Regions from separate parts of the Mus musculus genome. Here region 2 is linked to region 1. The links are chromatin contacts, called in public HiChIP or PLAC-seq maps. All regions are on one chromosome and are shown on one strand. The core of a region is the stretch at or near the end of the contact, and the rest is flanking DNA. Distances in the headings are between cores, read along the strand shown. Region 1 holds the start of Stxbp1 (syntaxin binding protein 1). Region 2 overlaps Lrsam1 (leucine rich repeat and sterile alpha motif containing 1).

The links. HiChIP or PLAC-seq counts read pairs in DNA pulled down with a chosen protein or histone mark.
Region 2: an H3K27ac HiChIP or PLAC-seq map of embryonic stem cells shows a contact between it and region 1, with 17 read pairs. The contact joins the enhancer-like site here to the promoter of Stxbp1 in region 1. A contact is called at or near these places in 1 of 39 promoter capture datasets (embryonic stem cells), 1 of 15 datasets of contacts at CTCF or cohesin (the NIH/3T3 cell line), 41 of 484 Hi-C or Micro-C datasets (the AML12 cell line, B cells, the Ba/F3 cell line and 24 more), 7 of 115 datasets of contacts at active chromatin or transcription factors (the HPC-7 cell line, embryonic stem cells, epiblast stem cells and 1 more) and 3 of 9 other capture datasets (adipose tissue, liver and pancreatic islet).

The regions. Positions count from the first base shown.
Region 1 is chr2:32,842,439-32,850,294 of GRCm38.p6, forward strand. Stxbp1 (syntaxin binding protein 1) reads right to left here and starts at 4,794. Exons shown (of 19, transcript NM_009295.2): 1 at 4,617-4,794. The coding sequence starts at 4,653. Gm13524 (predicted gene 13524) reads left to right here and starts at 3,498. Exons shown (of 2, transcript NR_166175.1): 1 at 3,498-3,997; 2 at 5,319-7,856.
Region 2 is chr2:32,938,094-32,945,949 of GRCm38.p6, forward strand. It overlaps Lrsam1 (leucine rich repeat and sterile alpha motif containing 1), which reads right to left. Exons shown (of 26, transcript NM_199302.3): 13 at 7,758-7,856; 14 at 7,349-7,488; 15 at 6,612-6,656; 16 at 3,710-3,780; 17 at 2,148-2,247; 18 at 704-791. Among named protein-coding and RNA genes, the nearest start is that of Lrsam1, 20 kb to the right of the region's middle. Within about 2 kb of position 3,213, at least 11 of the 459 cell types and tissues checked have an H3K27ac peak or open chromatin away from gene starts, as enhancers often do. A contact at or near this core is called in embryonic stem cells and induced pluripotent stem cells, where this site is marked.

The DNA of each region.
Region 1 (7,856 bases), core at 3,544-6,043:
AGTGAGATCCTGCCTCAAAAAAAAAAAAAAAAAAACCAAACAAACAAAAGAAAAAGAGCATGCTCTATTCCATTGGCATGATATTCTGGAAGATGCAAAACTCCAGGGAATGGAAAAAGGTTGGTGGTTGCCAGGAGCTGAGGGTAGGAAGAGACTATCTATAGGGAACAGCATGAGAAAATCTGAAATCTGTTTTTGTTTGTCTGCCTGCCTGTCTGTCTGTCTGTTTAGACAGGATCTTCCAGAGAGCCTGCATTTGACTCCTAGTATACACATCCAGTGGCTCACAACCACCTGTAACTCCAGCTCCCCTGGATCTGGCGCCCCCTTCAGGATTCTATCGGCACCTACAATCAAGAGACACAAAAATAAATCTTAGCCAGGCGGTGGTGGCAGGCACACCTTTAATCCCAGCACTCAGGAGGCAGAGGCAGATGCATCTCTGTGAGTTCGAGTTTCAAGACAGCCAAAACTATACAAAGACACTTTGTTTTGAGCAAATCAAATAGATAGACAGAGTTAATCTTAAAAAAAAAAATGTAAAACCATAGTCCTGGGCAGCAAGCTGGCTCAGTGGATACAGGTATTTGCAGCTGACCTTGAACTGAGTTTGATCCTTGAGGCCTACGAGGTAAAAGGAGGGGCTGACTCCTGAAAGCCTTCTTCCCTCCACAGGTCTGTGGCACACTCCCAACTCAAACAAATAAATAGGTTTAATCTTAAAATGAAGCTGTGGTCCTGAAGTGAATAAACCTTTAAATCCAGGAAGATACTCAGCTCCTGAGGCTCTTGCTGGGCAGGCCTGAGGACCTTCATTCATCCCCAGTAAAAAGTTGGCACAGGGCACAAGAACCCACTATCCCAGCTGGCATGGGGGTCTCCCATAATTCTAGTTACTGAGCCTGTTCTCGTTCTCCTGAGTTGTCTGTCCAACATTAACTGTGTGTCAGTGCCTACATCATGCACTGAGGACAGGCCCAAGAACAAGACCCACTGAAGAAACACACAGACCAGTTGGGCAAGGCCAAAACACACAAGTAAGTCACAGTGTGTTCTACAGCATGCTGGGGAAGCAGCAGAAAACCTCTGGAGGACTGATGGCCACACAGTCGACCTAGTCCCATTTTGCTGTTGGTTTGGTTTCTAGGGGCTTGTTGGCTGGTTGGTTTGAAGACAGGGTCTCACTAAGTATCCCAGGCTGGCCTGGAACTCTGCCTCCGGAGTCCTGGAGAAAAAGGCATATGCCACCATGCTTGCTTGGCACAGCAGATTCATGTTTTCTTAGCTTTCAGCTTTGAAACTCCCATAGTTCCTAGCAAGCTCTAAACAAATGTCTATAGAATAAGTAGCTAAATCAATCCATATCCTCTTCTTACACCTACAGCCCACGGGCTATCCAATGAAGCTCAACTCAGAAGGGCCCAGAAGGGCTCTGGGGCTGGTACTGCACATGTGCAAGGCTCTAAATTAGATTGGGGCAGATTCCAGGGAAAGGTAAGGGGCTCAAAACTACATTTATTTTGTGTTTATTCATATCCTAAGTGATGTGGGCTTCCCCCCAAAACAAACAAAGGACAGGATCATTTTTTACTTCTGAAAAAATCTGATAGTGACTGTGCTGGTTAGTTTTATGTCAACTTCACACAGCTAGAGCCTTTAGAGGAGGGTGCCTCAATTACAAAAAGGCCTCTGTAAAATGGGGCTGTAGGCAAGCCTGTAGGGCATTTTCTTAATCACTGACTGAAGTGGGAGGGCCCAGCCCATTGTGGGTGAGACCACCCCTGGGCTCTGTAAGAAAGCAGGCTGAGCAGGCCTGCATCCCCTCCTGAGTTCAGGTGCCTGCTCAGTCCTGACTTCCTTCAATGATGAACTGTGATGTGGAAAAATCCTTTCCTCCCAAAGCTAATTTTGGCCATGGTGTTTCATTCCAGCTACGATAACCCCAACTAAGACGGTGACTATGGAATGTTAACTTAGAGCAAAAGGAAGGTGACATTTAAACTGGTGCATAGTGGGTTTTTAAAAGCTTTAGCTGCAGCTGTAGCTCAGTGGGTAGAGTGCTAACCTAGCATACTAGAGGCCCCAGGTTCAATCCCAGCACTGCTGAAAATGGAGACAGTGGTGGGAGGCTCCAGAGGGAGAAGCTGGAGGATCAGTTTTAACTCATGCTGAGCCCCTGGCAGCTCTAGGCGTACCTGGGCTATATTAGACTCAGTTCTCAAGACAGTGAAAAGGAAAAGCATCTTCATCTCACTTTTATTTTTTGGAGAAAAAAGCCAAAGCAGAAACCCCACCAAAAACTAGAAGGTAGCATTAAAATCGTATTCAGCGATACATTTTCCTAAAGCACACGCCTAACTCAATTGTCACAGGAATAGAAGCCTGTTCACACATTCATCATTTTTTTTAATTGTGCTTATTTTTGCACACCACAGTTTCACTTTGTTTCAAAGGAAATTTTGGCCATATTGCATACTGATATATATATATATATAACTTTTTCTGATGCTTACTTCTAAAAGAGGCAAGGCGAGAGGTTATGGTGACACCTAAGGGTCTTGGCAAAAGGATGCAAGCACCTCACCACCTGGGTATGGTGGTGCAAGCCTGGAACCCCAACATTTTGGTAGCCTGAGACAGGAGGATTACCATGAGTTCAAAGCCAGCCTGCACTGGGTAGCAAGTACCAGGCTAGCCAGGGCTGTAAAGTGAGACCTTGTCTCGCATTAACAAAAAATAAGCTGAAGTTGGTGGCTCACAGCTATAATCTTCAGCATTTGTGACGCTGAGGCAGGAGGATTAAGATAAATTTAATGCCAGTCTAAGTTACATAGTGCCTTCTGGGCCAGCAGCTTGGACTGTAGAGACTGTCTTGGGGGAGATTCTTTAATAAGTATTTTATCATTCAAATGTAGTATTCAAAATATAATACCTGGAATACAACATTCGATCCCATACCTCTAGCCCTTGAAAAGGGGGGTATAAAGAAAACTTTATGTATGTAGAATGCAAGGATGTTATTTTTACTTAAACTACAAGGAAACGGACACTAGATTAAAAAAAATTAATTAACAGTGATTTCAGCAAGTCATTTAACTGCTCCAAGCCTCAATTGTTTTCCCATAGGTGAAAATGAAGATGTTGACGACAGAAAATCCCTAGGGATACTTGCAGCCTTAACCACCAATTCTCCTCAGAAAACAATTCAAGTAGCCTTTACAGCACGGGTGCTAGCATAAGCATTTAAAAAGGTCGACTTTTGGTTTTGTTTTTATAATAATTTCTCCTGATGTACTATATCAGGGAAGAGTATCCCCCCCCCCTACTCATACCAGTCAAAAGATAAGGGTTAGGCAGTTAGTACGCTCAACAGTTATGCTGCATTTGATGGGGGGTGGGGGGCGGGGAGGAAGCTGCCATAGAACAGGATCACTGAAAAGGGAAACTGTAAATTTCCACCTCTCCTACAGGGAAAAGGCACTTTCATTTTCTCTCTCACTCTAAAAAGATAGCCAAAGTCACAGCAGTGTTCACGCGGTTTCATTGTAAAGACGTGCCAAAATACTTAAGAGGCACTATTTTTCTACCTAGGTCACCCATCTTTGAGAATACCGACAGCCCGCCCTCACTTCGACGCTCCCCATCCATTATTAAAAAAAAATAAATAAATAAATTTAAACATGTCTGCTGTGCCTTTCATGCAAACCTATAAACAGTCACATCTTCCCCGCAGCGACGCCCAGGTCTGAGTCCCACAAGCAGCGAGACTGCAGACTGCGGCGCTGGCTGGGGCCACTCCTCCCGCGACACTCCGAAACTGCTCCCCTTTCCCTTGGGATTTCTAAGGGTTCGGACCAGCTAAGACCCCTCCCTTTAAGTCCAGCCCGGGGAAGGGGAGGCGGAGAGAGCCTTGCGGAAGCAGTGCCACAGGAAAACCCCGTGTCCCCTGCCCAGCTGGCAGGAGTGGCCCTGGCGGCGCGCGCCCAGCCGCTCCCAGGTGGGTCTCTGCAGCCGGGGACAGCGCCCTGCTCCCGGGAGAGGGAGGCAGGGAGGGAGGAGGACGCAGGCCAGGCTTCGTTCGTCACGATTCACGAGGGAGGGTGGGAAAGAGGGAGGGATTGGAGACAGAAAGAAAGGGGGGGGGGAGCGGAATTGAGAGCTCTGGATATGCAGAAGGCAAGGAAAGGAGACGGTAGGAAAGGAATACGTCTGGAGAAGAGTTGGGGTGCAGAAGGGTGATGCTGCAGAGGAGGGTGGTGGGCTGGAGGGGATAAAGGCGCGGGTGGGGGAGGTGAACAGGGAGAGAGAGAGAGAGGAGAGGGATGGGATGAAGGGAGAGATGGCGTGATGGAAGTGAATGGATGAAGGTAAAAAGGAAAACGAGATGTTTATGAAGGCGAGGTATGAGGAGGAGGGATGGGATGAAGAGAGGTGGAGGAATAGAGACTGAGGAGGCGTCTGGGGTGAGGAGGACCGAGGTGAAGAGGGGATCTGGGTGAAGCGTGAGTCAGGGAAGCCTGCTGGCCGCAGGAAGCCAGAGGGGCATCCCTCCCGGGAGGGCGGCGCCTGAATAACGGGTTTCGCCGGCCCCGGGGCAGCACCCGGACGCCACTTACTCTCTCCGACCACCGCCTTGAGGCCAATGGGGGCCATGGCGTTCTTCGAGTCTTCGGGCTCCGATGCTCCTCCCGCGACACCGTCGCCTCCCCCGGGCCGCGCGCCCCGCTGTCTGCAGCCCGCCGCCCCGCAGTCGCGCTCGGGACCGACTGACGCGCGGACTCCGCGCGGGGGCGCGACTCGGGCCAAAGCGAGGCTGTGTAGCGGCCAGCGCGCGCGGGAGGGGCGGGGCTGCGGGGCGGGGCCTCGCGCCAGCCGTCATCGTCACCCGCGCGCTGCCGCCAATAGAAGCGCGGCCCGGGCGCGAGACCCCGCCCTCCGGGATGCAGGCTCCGGGAGCGCCCTCCCCTGCGCCTCACGCTCGCGCCAGGGCCTCAGGGTCCTAAAATCCCCTCGCCAGCCCTGCACGGGCTGCCCAGGTCATGGGAATCTCCCTAAAGCCAGGCTGTGATGCTCTTCCTGCTTTTTTGGGAGCCTTCCATTTTCTCCTGCCAAAAAACCGAACTCTGAGAGCAGATTCTTATTAACTGTAGTCCCATTCCCAGCCACAACATAGGCTTACAGTACACTGACACTATCCCTGTGTCTCTGTGGTCTGTTTACCATTGATGGAGAGCTAAGCTCTGTGTTACACACCTTTCAGGTATCATTTTACTAAATTCGCGCAATAACCGAACATCATTTCTAATCTTCATTTTCAGGTACAAAAACACACCCGAGGCGCTTGCTGTTGTACCATTTATCTATCAGTCACTAATGAATATTATTCTCCCATAACTATGTATAAGCTATGTATATGAATTACTATGGATATTCTGTATACTGGAGCTGCACTCGTGCACAAGACATGGAACAAATCCAGTAGTTTCCAAAGTCCAAATCTAATTAGGAAATACTACAGAATCAACTCTGGACTCAGCATCTCCTTCCTCCTGTCTACATGGTCACATACTGGTTTTCGAGGTTCCATCTTTGCTAATGAAGAAGGTTGCTTTGGAAATACAGAACAAGAGTAGGAGACGTACCTCAGAGGTGGAGCACTTGCTTGTTATATGCAAGGTCTCCACTTTGATCCCTGATGGTGGAAAATAAAATAAAGTGCAAAGAAAAAATGAACAAGTCCAACTAACTTAAAAATCACAAAGGATGGGGCTGGAGAGATGGCTCAGTGGTTAAGAGCACTGGCTGTTCTTCCAGAGGTCCTCAGTTAAAGTCTTAGCATTCACATGACAGCTCACAATTGTCTGTGACTGTATCTAGTAGGACCAAATGCCCTCTTCTGATGTGCATACATGCCAACAGAATACCCACATACATAAAATACATGCATGAATAAATCTTTTTTAAAAACATTTTTAAAAGGAAAAATCACAAAGGAGCCAGGTGTGGTAACACATACCTTTAGTCCTAGCACTCAGGAGACAGAAAGCTAGGGGGTCCCTGAGTTTGAGACCAGTCTGGTCTACAGAGCAAGTTTCAGAAAAGCCTGGTCTATAGAACAAGTTGAGGGACAGCCAGGGCTACACAGAAAATCGCTATCTTTACAAACAAACAAGAAAGAACCACAAAGGAGGGCATAGCAGCACAGACCTTTAATCCCAGCACTTGGGAGGTAGAGGCAGGACAAACTCTGTGAGTTCTTGGCCAGCCTGGTCTACATAGTGAGTTTCAGGCAAGCCAGAGCTACATATACCCAGTTTAAAAAAACAAAACAAAACAAAACAAAACGACAACAACAAACTCCCAAAGGCAGAGCTATTGAGAGGGCTCAGTGGGTAAAGGCACTTGTCGTCTGGCCTTATATCCTAAGTTTGACCCCCTGGAATCCAGTTAGTGCATGGAGCAAGCAGACTCCCACACGTTCTCTGACCTCCACACACGCACAGTGGCGCTTGGTATCAGACATTAGGTAAATATAATAAAACTTTTACAGCAGTTCTCTGGAACCAACTCCCTAAAATTGTCTGACTTCCACATGAGTGCCACAGAGTGTGTACATACATCATACTTACGTATACATATAATAAAAATTTTTTTAATCATAAAGGACTGCTAGACACGGTGGCAAACATCCCAGTGTTTGAGAGGGTAAGGCAAGAGACTTTCTGTGAACTTCTGCCAGCCTGGGCTACATGGTAATCTCCTGTCTCAAAAACCTGAAACAAATAGGCTACAAAGTATGGCTATGAAGTCCATGAGTACCCCACACGTGTGGACAGCCCTGTGATCTGGGACCCTTTCCGCATATCATTCAGAAATCAAGTGATTTTTTTTTTTTATAGACGAGGACCCTGGGATTCAGAGAGGCTGTATTGAGTAGTGGCCAAGTAGTAATTCAAGTACTTTTTAAAACAAATGCATTTATTTATTTATTTATTTATTTAATCTATCGATCTATTTACTTAGACAGGACTTACTATGTGGCCCCGTTTGGTTTAGAATGTGCAGAAATCTACCTGCTTCTGCCTCCTGGTGCTGGGGTTAAAGGTGTTTGCCATTCCTGGCTTTAGTCATAGTTTATGATAATTTGCTTTTGCTTTTTTTTTTTTTTTTGGTTTTTCAAGACAGGGTTTCTCTGTGTAGCCCTGGCTGTCCTGGAACTCACTCTGTAGACCAGGCTGGCCTCGAACTCAGAAATCCGTCTACCTCTGCCTCCCGAGTGCTGGGCTTGAAGGCTTAGCCACCACTGCTCCCCACTCCCCAAGCATGTAACAGGGGCCCATGTAGCTCAGACTGGCCTTAAACTTGATATGTAGCTCAGGATGACCTTCAATCCCTCATTCTCTCGTCACCTCTCACAAGCTGGAAACCTAGGCATGCACCACCATGTCTGATTTATGTTGTGCCATCAGTCTACCAGCTAAGCTCAGCCTTAGTCCCTAGAAATACAACTCTGTTATAATTTGAATTCTGAGCTACTGTCTTATACAGTACAACAAGAAAAGAAGCGAAAGCCTAAGGAAGAATTTTCCAAGGTCGTGAAGTGAGTCATGGTGGAACGTCAAACACTGTATGTCCTAGTTCAAGACACCGGCACCAAGATGAGAAGATTTGACAACATTCTGTCATGAAAAATAAATGTTGGCAGGATCTGGGATTGATGAGGCAAGGCTCCAGGCACGTCTGTGAAGGGTTCTGGTGACTCTGTTAGCCTCTGGGCATACCCGTGGGAGGCTATTGTGATTAGGCTAATTGAGGTGGGAAGACCTGCCCACAATGGTTGGTATCATTCCCTAGGC
Region 2 (7,856 bases), core at 1,963-4,462, 94 kb after region 1:
AGGTGAGGTGGTCTCATGCAGCCCAGGGTGGCTTCCCTATGTAGCTGCAGGTCAAGGGTGACTTTCATTTCCAGGCCTCCAGAAGCCGCCTCCCACATGGTAAGATTACAGGTGTGCATTACTCACCCTTTTATGTGGTGCTGGGGATGGAACTGGGTCTTTGGGAATCTGGGAAATCCCTCTAACCACCAAGCCACCTCTCTGGCCTTGAACAGTGCATTCTAGAACAGGTGGCATGCCTGCTTCTGCTGCCCATTTCACAGATGAGGAACTGGTGACAAATGCTAAATCTACCCAGATCCCCAGCCAGCCCTTAGCCACAGGCAGGTGCCCTCTCTGAGAAACAGGGTCCTTGGTCCCAGAGGTAAATCATATCAGCTTGGGAGAGGGGAGGAGCCAGAAAGGGACGTGGAAAAGCCTGGGAAAGCCGGCTGAGCAGGGCTGGGATGACCCATAGGCAAAGGCCGTGACAAGCACAGGAAGAACCAAGGGCTAGCTTCAGGGAAAGCCTAAGGGAGTGCGGTGGGGCCTTGCTTGGTGCATCTCAGGCTCCACATGGCACCTGCAGAGTCTCAGCAAAGGAGAAAGCTGCAGAGAGCAGCAGTGTGTGTGACAGACAAGAGACAGATGCCCCGCAGGCTCCCTGAGCAGGACGCCTGGAGTCCTACAGAAGGGTGCAGTCAGGCCCCAGGCAAAGGCTCACCTCCTGAAGGATCTGGCTGATGGCTTTGTTCTGATCCATCTGCTGCCAAGACAGAATCTGCTGGAACCGCTTGTCCATTTCAGCCATGCTGCCAGAAAAAAAAAAAAAACAGCACAGTTACTCACTGCATATTTCTTGAGCACCTACTGTGTGCTGGGCACCTACTGTGTGCTGGGCACCTTAGAGGAGACAGAGATAAACAACCACTCAACATTCCTGACAGGGCATCAAGGACGAGGATGTCAAGGAGGGTGGCAGAGCTTCCATTTGGCAGAGTCACCGGGCCTTGAGTCCAACCCTCCACTGGACCTTCTTCACTACACCCCCTGCGGTGGATGCTGGGCTCCTCCCTAACCACAGCACCTTGGAGAGTCACACAGCTTCTGGAATGTTCCTACTAGCATTTCCTCACTGGCCGTACTCTTTGTATAGCCCTACAACACGGTTGGTAATTATGGCACAGAACCTGTAACCTCAGGCTGCCAACATCAGCACAGTCTTAGCTTTAAGTTACTTTCACATTACCTTAAACTTTTTTTTCTTTTATTGGCTGGGCGATAGTGGTGCACACCTTTAATCCCAACATCTCTAAATTAGAGGCCAGCCTGGTCTACAGAGTGAGTTTCAGGACAGCTAGGGCTACAAAGAAAAACCCTGTCTTGAAAAACAAACAAACAAACAAACAAAAATTTTTAAATGACTTTAAAAATTTTTATTTTATATGCATGGGTATTTCGCCTACATATAATGTAAGTTCGTTATATGTGTGTAGTGCCCATGGAAACCAGAAGAGGGCACCAGATCACTTCAAACTGGAGTTCATGTGGGTGTTACCAAATGAACCCATTTACAGAAGCAGCCAGTGCTTTTAACAGCTGAGCCATCTCTGCAGGAGGGTGGGGAGGGAGGAGGGTGCGGTGCTGGAAAGCAGGCAAGTACTCGCACTTGCTCGCTTGAGTTCTAAGGCAGGGTCTCAGTAGCTCAGGTGCTGAATTCACTCTCTGGTTTGCTCTGGAACTCCCCATTTCCCGGCCTCTACTTACCAAGTGCTAGTATTACAAGCCTGAGCACCAAGCCAGCAAAGATTTTACTTTCTTGTTAGTTTTTGTTTGTTTGTTTGTTTGTGACCATGCCCCCGCCCCGTCCCCAACTTCAGCTTTGATGTAGAGCGGGACAGATAACACTTCCATCCCCATACTCAGGCCAGCACTTGGCACACAGGTGGGCTTGGAGGTAGAGGCCACCCTCACTTTATCACTGTCTGACCCTGACTCATGAGTCTGGATGGAAGAATCCGGAGGCTGGCCGTCCATCACCTGTCCCTGGTAATCTGTCCAAACCCGGGACGGCCCAGGGAGTTCAGTGTCCAGCTCTCGCTCCCGTCTCGGGACCCCAGCCAACACCCTCGGAGCCCTCACCTGGGAACACACATTCCTTACCTTACCTGGAACAGGCCTGCTGCGCCAGGCTCTGCCTCTGAGACTCATAGGCCATCTGGATGAGCCGGCTCTTACAGCTCTCCGTCAGCATCTGCTGCATGGCGGCTGTGGAGAGAAGGCTGTGAGCCGCTGAGAAAAGGCTAGGGATCCCGGGTAAGGCCAAAGGGGTCACCTGCTTACTGGTGGACAGTTATCCTAAACAAAGTCCCCCCGCCCCCCTTTCCTTCCATCACTGCTAGATAGCCCAGCCTGGCCTTGAACTCTCAATCCTCCTGTCCCAGCATCCTGAGTTCCGTGATTGCAGATGAGTATCAGCACCCAGCTCTAAAAAATACCTACATTGCTGGGCCGTGCTGGCGCATGTCTGTAGTCCCAGTACTCAGGAGACAGAGGCAGGAGAATCTCTGAGTTTGAGGCTTGTGCACCCTGTACATGCAGAGCCTGGGGAGGCCAGATGATGGCACTGCATCCCCTGGGACTGGAGTTACAGATGTCCTGAGCCACCATAAGGTTCTGGGATTAGAATCCAGGTCCTTTGGAAGAGCAGTAACTACTGAGCCAGCTCTCTAGTTTTTTGGTAGATTTATTAGAGCAGTAAGGGGATGGGGGTCAAGGCGGGGGTGGGGGGGAGCTAGAGAGATGGCTCAGCAGTTAAGAGTACAGATTGCTCTTCAAGCGGTCCTGAGTTCAATTTCCAGCAACCACAGGGTGGCTCACAACCATCTGTAATGGGATGCAATGCCCTTTTCCAGTATGTCGGTGTGTCGGAAAACATTAACAGTATACTCATATAAATAAAATAAATAAATCTTTAAAAATAGAGAGAGCAGTTCAGGGCCGGGAGTGGCTCAGTGGCCGTGTACTTGCCCAGCCTGTGCAAGGCCTGTTCAATCAAAGCAAAGCACCCAGGAAGTGTGACAGGCTTAGAAACTCAAACCCCTGGATGTGGGTCCTGCCTCTGTGGAATTAACCTAATAAACACCATTCGGTGACTTTCACAGCTGTTCCTTAACTGTGACCTTGAACAGAGCTGTCAGTGGGCTGAGCCCTCTGTAGGTGTGGTGAACACCTGTGTGTCAAGTGTCTGGCTCTGTCTGAAAGCCCTTCCAGGACAAAGGCCCCAAAGATAAGGAGAGCCCATCTCCATTTTAACTAAGGGCAAGCTCAGCTTCAGAGACCCTCCTCAGCTCCCGGCTGCAGGCTCTCAGACCTGTCTGGGGCAGGTGCCACTGGTGGGTACATGTGGAGCTCAGGACCACACTGGGCACACCAGGAAGGGGAAGTCTGCCCAGGAGCCAAGTGAGCTGATGCCAGCTCTCGGTGACAGGTTTGTGACATGCCCAGGCTTGACCCCTGGGATCCTCCTGAAGGTCCCATGTTTTCCCTGTGTAGTTTCCCCCACTCTATAGACAGAAAATTCGAGACTCAGAATCCAAGCTTGGCTGACCCTGGGGCCTGAGCTCCAGGACAGACTTGGCTGCCCTTCCACAGAGTGGACACTCAGTACCCTGCCCGGGTAACAGAGAGGCTACCTGAAAGCTCTGTCCAGAAATCTCCCACAACTCACCGGCGATCTCACGCTGCCTGAGGTTCTCTGTCTCCTCCTGGGTGATGGACATCAACTGCTCCATTCTTATTCTGGAGAAAAAGCAAAAGCAAAACGCATCCACTCATTCTTCAAATACATTTCAACAAGAATCTCACCAGAGCCAGGCTGTGATGGTGCACACCTTCAATCCCAGCACTTGGGAGACAGACACAAGTAGATGTCTGTGAGTTCAAGGCCAGCAGTTCTAAGACAGCCAGGGCTACACAGAGAAGCCCTGTCTTGAAAAATAAAATAATGAAAATAAAGTCCATGTATGGTACATAAACAGACATTGGCCTAAAAGCAGCTCAAACAGGCTTTTATTCATCCGAGGAGGGTCTATCATGTAGCCCTGACTGCTGCCTTTGCCTTCAGAGTACAAACAAGGTTTTAAAACTGATTATGGGTATGGGTCTTCTGCCTACGTGAATATCTATTCTCCACATTTGTGCCTGGGGCCACAGAAGCCAGAAGGCATCACACCCCTTGGAACCGGAGTTATAGCTGGTTGTGAGCCACCATGTGGGTGCTAGGGATTGAACCAGGTCCTCTGGAAGAGCAGCCAGTGTTCTCATCTACTGAGCCATTTCTCCAGCCCCTATAAACACGGTTTTTGGCATAAAACTCATCTATGACATAAGAAGTGGACACATTTAAAGGTAACTTTGCATACATGCACGCACGCTGAAACTTTGCATATACACATGCACGCTGAAACTTTGCATACATACACCCACAAACGCTGTAATGTGCTGTTTTGCATTCACCAGAATTGGCCTGATCGATTAGTGCCTTGTTCCTGGGTGTGACTTAGTTCAAGGCCTGGAGTCTCTCAGAGGCTCCACTTGCTGCTACTGATACGAGATTGTCCTCTGAGCCGGTCTAGCCCAGCACCAGATATGGTCTGTCAGGAAGGCTTGAATGGATGGCAGCACCAGTTACTGCTCAGCTGCGCCTCAACAGCCACACAACAGGATTGGACTAGGCAGACCCCAGGGAGGACTCTCAAGATCTTCCTAGGTGGTGAGGGCTAAGATGACTGGGGGAGGGGAGGTTCCCAGGATAGCTCAGAAATACCATTATCGTGGTGCCCAGGAGAATCAGGAGAGACACAGCAGACACCTTGGGAAGGAACAGGCCAAGGTGCCCTTCCTACCATCGTTTTGTTTGTTTGTTTCTCCTTCCTTCCTGTCTTTTAAAAATTCATTTTTCATTTGTTTTTTTGGACAGGCCTCACTACGTTAGCCTGGAACTTCCCATGTAGACCAGGCTGGTCTTGAGCTTGGGATTGTCTTGATTGCTTGGGTTATAGACATGCCCCACCATGCTCAGTCTTACCTTGTGTGTGTGTGTGTATACATATGTGCATATATGTGTATGTGTGTGTGTGTGCGCGAGTATACGTGTTTGCAGAGGCCGTGGGTCAATGCTACACGTCTCCCTCTCTCTCTGTCCATATGATTTTTTGAGACAGGATTTCTCATTGAACCTGGAGCTTCAATAGGTCAGCTGGCCAGTGAGCCTCAGATTCCTGTCTCTGTCCCTCATCCTGCAATTACAGGCATGCACTGCCATGCTTGAGTTTATGTGGATGCTAGGCTAGGTCTGAACTCATCTCATGCCTGTGTCCTCATCTCATGCAAGCTCTTTACTGAGCCTTCTCTCAGGCCCTTTCTGGTACAGAATGGAGCGGGACTTCTATACTGTGCAATAGAAGCTGGCTTTGAACTCCCTATCCCTCCAAACTCCTGCTTCTGCTTCCCTGATGCGAGAATGACAGCTGTGTGCCAGCCTGACCTACTCTCCCTTAGGACAAATGTGTTCTGTCTCAAAGTAGCCAACTTGGTAAATACCCACGACAAAGAGAAAAGGCAAGGGCCACAACTGTACTTCCTGTCTGTCACAGTGCCCAGTGGTAACCCTGGGATGGGTCCCTCTGCTTTCCACATGCAAAACATCTGAAGAGTGAGTGAGGAGGCTGCTTAAATTCTTGCCCTTCTAGCAATGGAGTGGTGTGGTCAGTCCTGTGTATCTGTGGGTTCTCTGTCTGCTGATTAACAATACTTGGAAAAACCCTGTGTCTGTATTGGTGTGAGCATATTTCCCCTAGTAGAGCAGAGCTGCTATTTGTGTTTGTATCGTATCGTATCGTATCGTATCGTATCGTATCGTATCGTATCGTATCGTACCGGGTTTTACAGGGCTCTGGAGAGGGTTTAGAGCAGACAGGGGCTGTGTGAGGCTCTAGGCAAATACTTCACATACCTGAGGGACTTGAGCAGCTATTGCTCTGTTGCTTGGGGGACAAAAGTATCACATTCTTTTTTTTACAGACATGAATTTTAAAAAATTTCATTCATTTATTTTTGGTTTACAACAAGGTCTCTCTATGCAGCTCTGGCTGTCCTGGAATTCACTATGTAGACCAGGTTGGCCTTGAACTCACAGAGATCCAATTGCCTCTGTCTCCTTTGTGCTGGGATTAAAGGGATACACAACCACATCTGGACTAATTTTTAAAAATGTTTTTATACCTGAAGTACAGATAGTCATTACACATCCAGCTTTCTTCCTTCATATTTTTGAGTTTTTTTCACAAGTGTATATATATTTTAGGAAACTCAAAAAGAATCACTATTAGTTAGATGCCAAGAGGTGACCCTATCCTAGAGCATTAGGGTGATTGCCCAGCACAAGCTGGAAGGGCCTACGGCTGCCTTTCCCCAGGGCTGTGAGCACCCAAGGGTATCTACCCTCAGAGTTGTGAGTCCCCCAGCATGTCCATCTCCCAGGGCTGTGAGCACCCTAGGGTGTCTGTCTCCCAGAGCTGTGAGCACTCAGGGAACTTTCTCTAGACATGTGGTCCCAGAGGCCCACTCACCTCTCATTCTCCAGCGATTTCAGAATCTCAGAACTCTTCTTTTGCCTGTGGGAAAAACCAGAGACCTGTGGTCCTGTGGGCGCCAACAATGCTGCTTCCAACCAGGCTGCCCCCTCACCACACTGACTGAGCCATCAATCACCCAGGAGCTCTGCTCGAGCTGGGGAGCCCCCTCTAGCTCTCCTGTGACAGGGTGAAGCACTTCCTAGGCGACTGGGTAAGCTGTGGGAATACAGCGCCTGGCACGGAAGCACCAGCAGGGCTTTCTCTCCTGAAGCTCTGACAGATGACAGGGGAACAAGGCCTGGAAGCAGGAAGCCTAGAGCTAGTGGGGCATGCGGCTGCAGCCAGTTTCTAGAACCTTCTGCGGCGGACCCCAAACTAGGTATTTTCAGGCTTCTTGAGATCTCTACTTGGCTCCTTTCTCTGCAATCCTGTCATGAAGTTCTTATATTAGACAGTCTGTTCTATATAAGACAGCCTGTTGCCTATAGGGTGATTGGCTAACCTCAGGCGACAGGCTCCTTGGAAGCCAAACGCAGGAAGGCTGTGATTCCTGCCTGCTGATATACAGAAGGGAAATGAGCTGCGGGGTCAGCTGTCTGGTGACAGAACCCCATTCTGAGAACCAAACTGAAACAGTTTTCTTGGTTCCTATCAGAGGAGCGCTCGGGCAGGGATGAAGACCGAGGAGAGCCCCTGGTCCTCAGAGGGCACTCGGGCTGGCCAGGACTGACCTCTGGTTGTCCTGCAGGAGTCTCTGAATGCGGCTGGCGATGCTCTGCTCCGTCTGCTTGAGCTGCTCCTGCAGCTGCTGCCGCTCTGCATCCAGACAGCGCTGGCGCTCGCTCAGGTCCTGCTCTAGCCGTGTCTGCTCCTGAGCGGGGGACACACAGGAACCCCACGAGTGGGCACTGGAGGGACTCTGACTGGGGTAAGGAGAGTGGAGTTCCTGTCTCACTCTGCAGGTTCCTTTGTGACCTGGGGTCGGTCCCTCCTGTGTCTTGTGCTCAAGGTCAGGGTATCTAGTCAGGGCCTCCATTGCTGCTTCCAGGGGTCGGCAGGACAGAGTAATCCCCTGCTTTGCCACCGCCTAGGCACCACGGCCCGTGCGGGTCCCAGGCCGGCTGCTGTGCGGCCACACACCTGCTTGACCGTCTGCAGGATCTCGTCCTTGTGGCTGTGGCTCTGCTGCAGTAGCTCAGCGTGCTCCCGCTGCCCAAGGTCCAGGCGCCGCTCGAACTC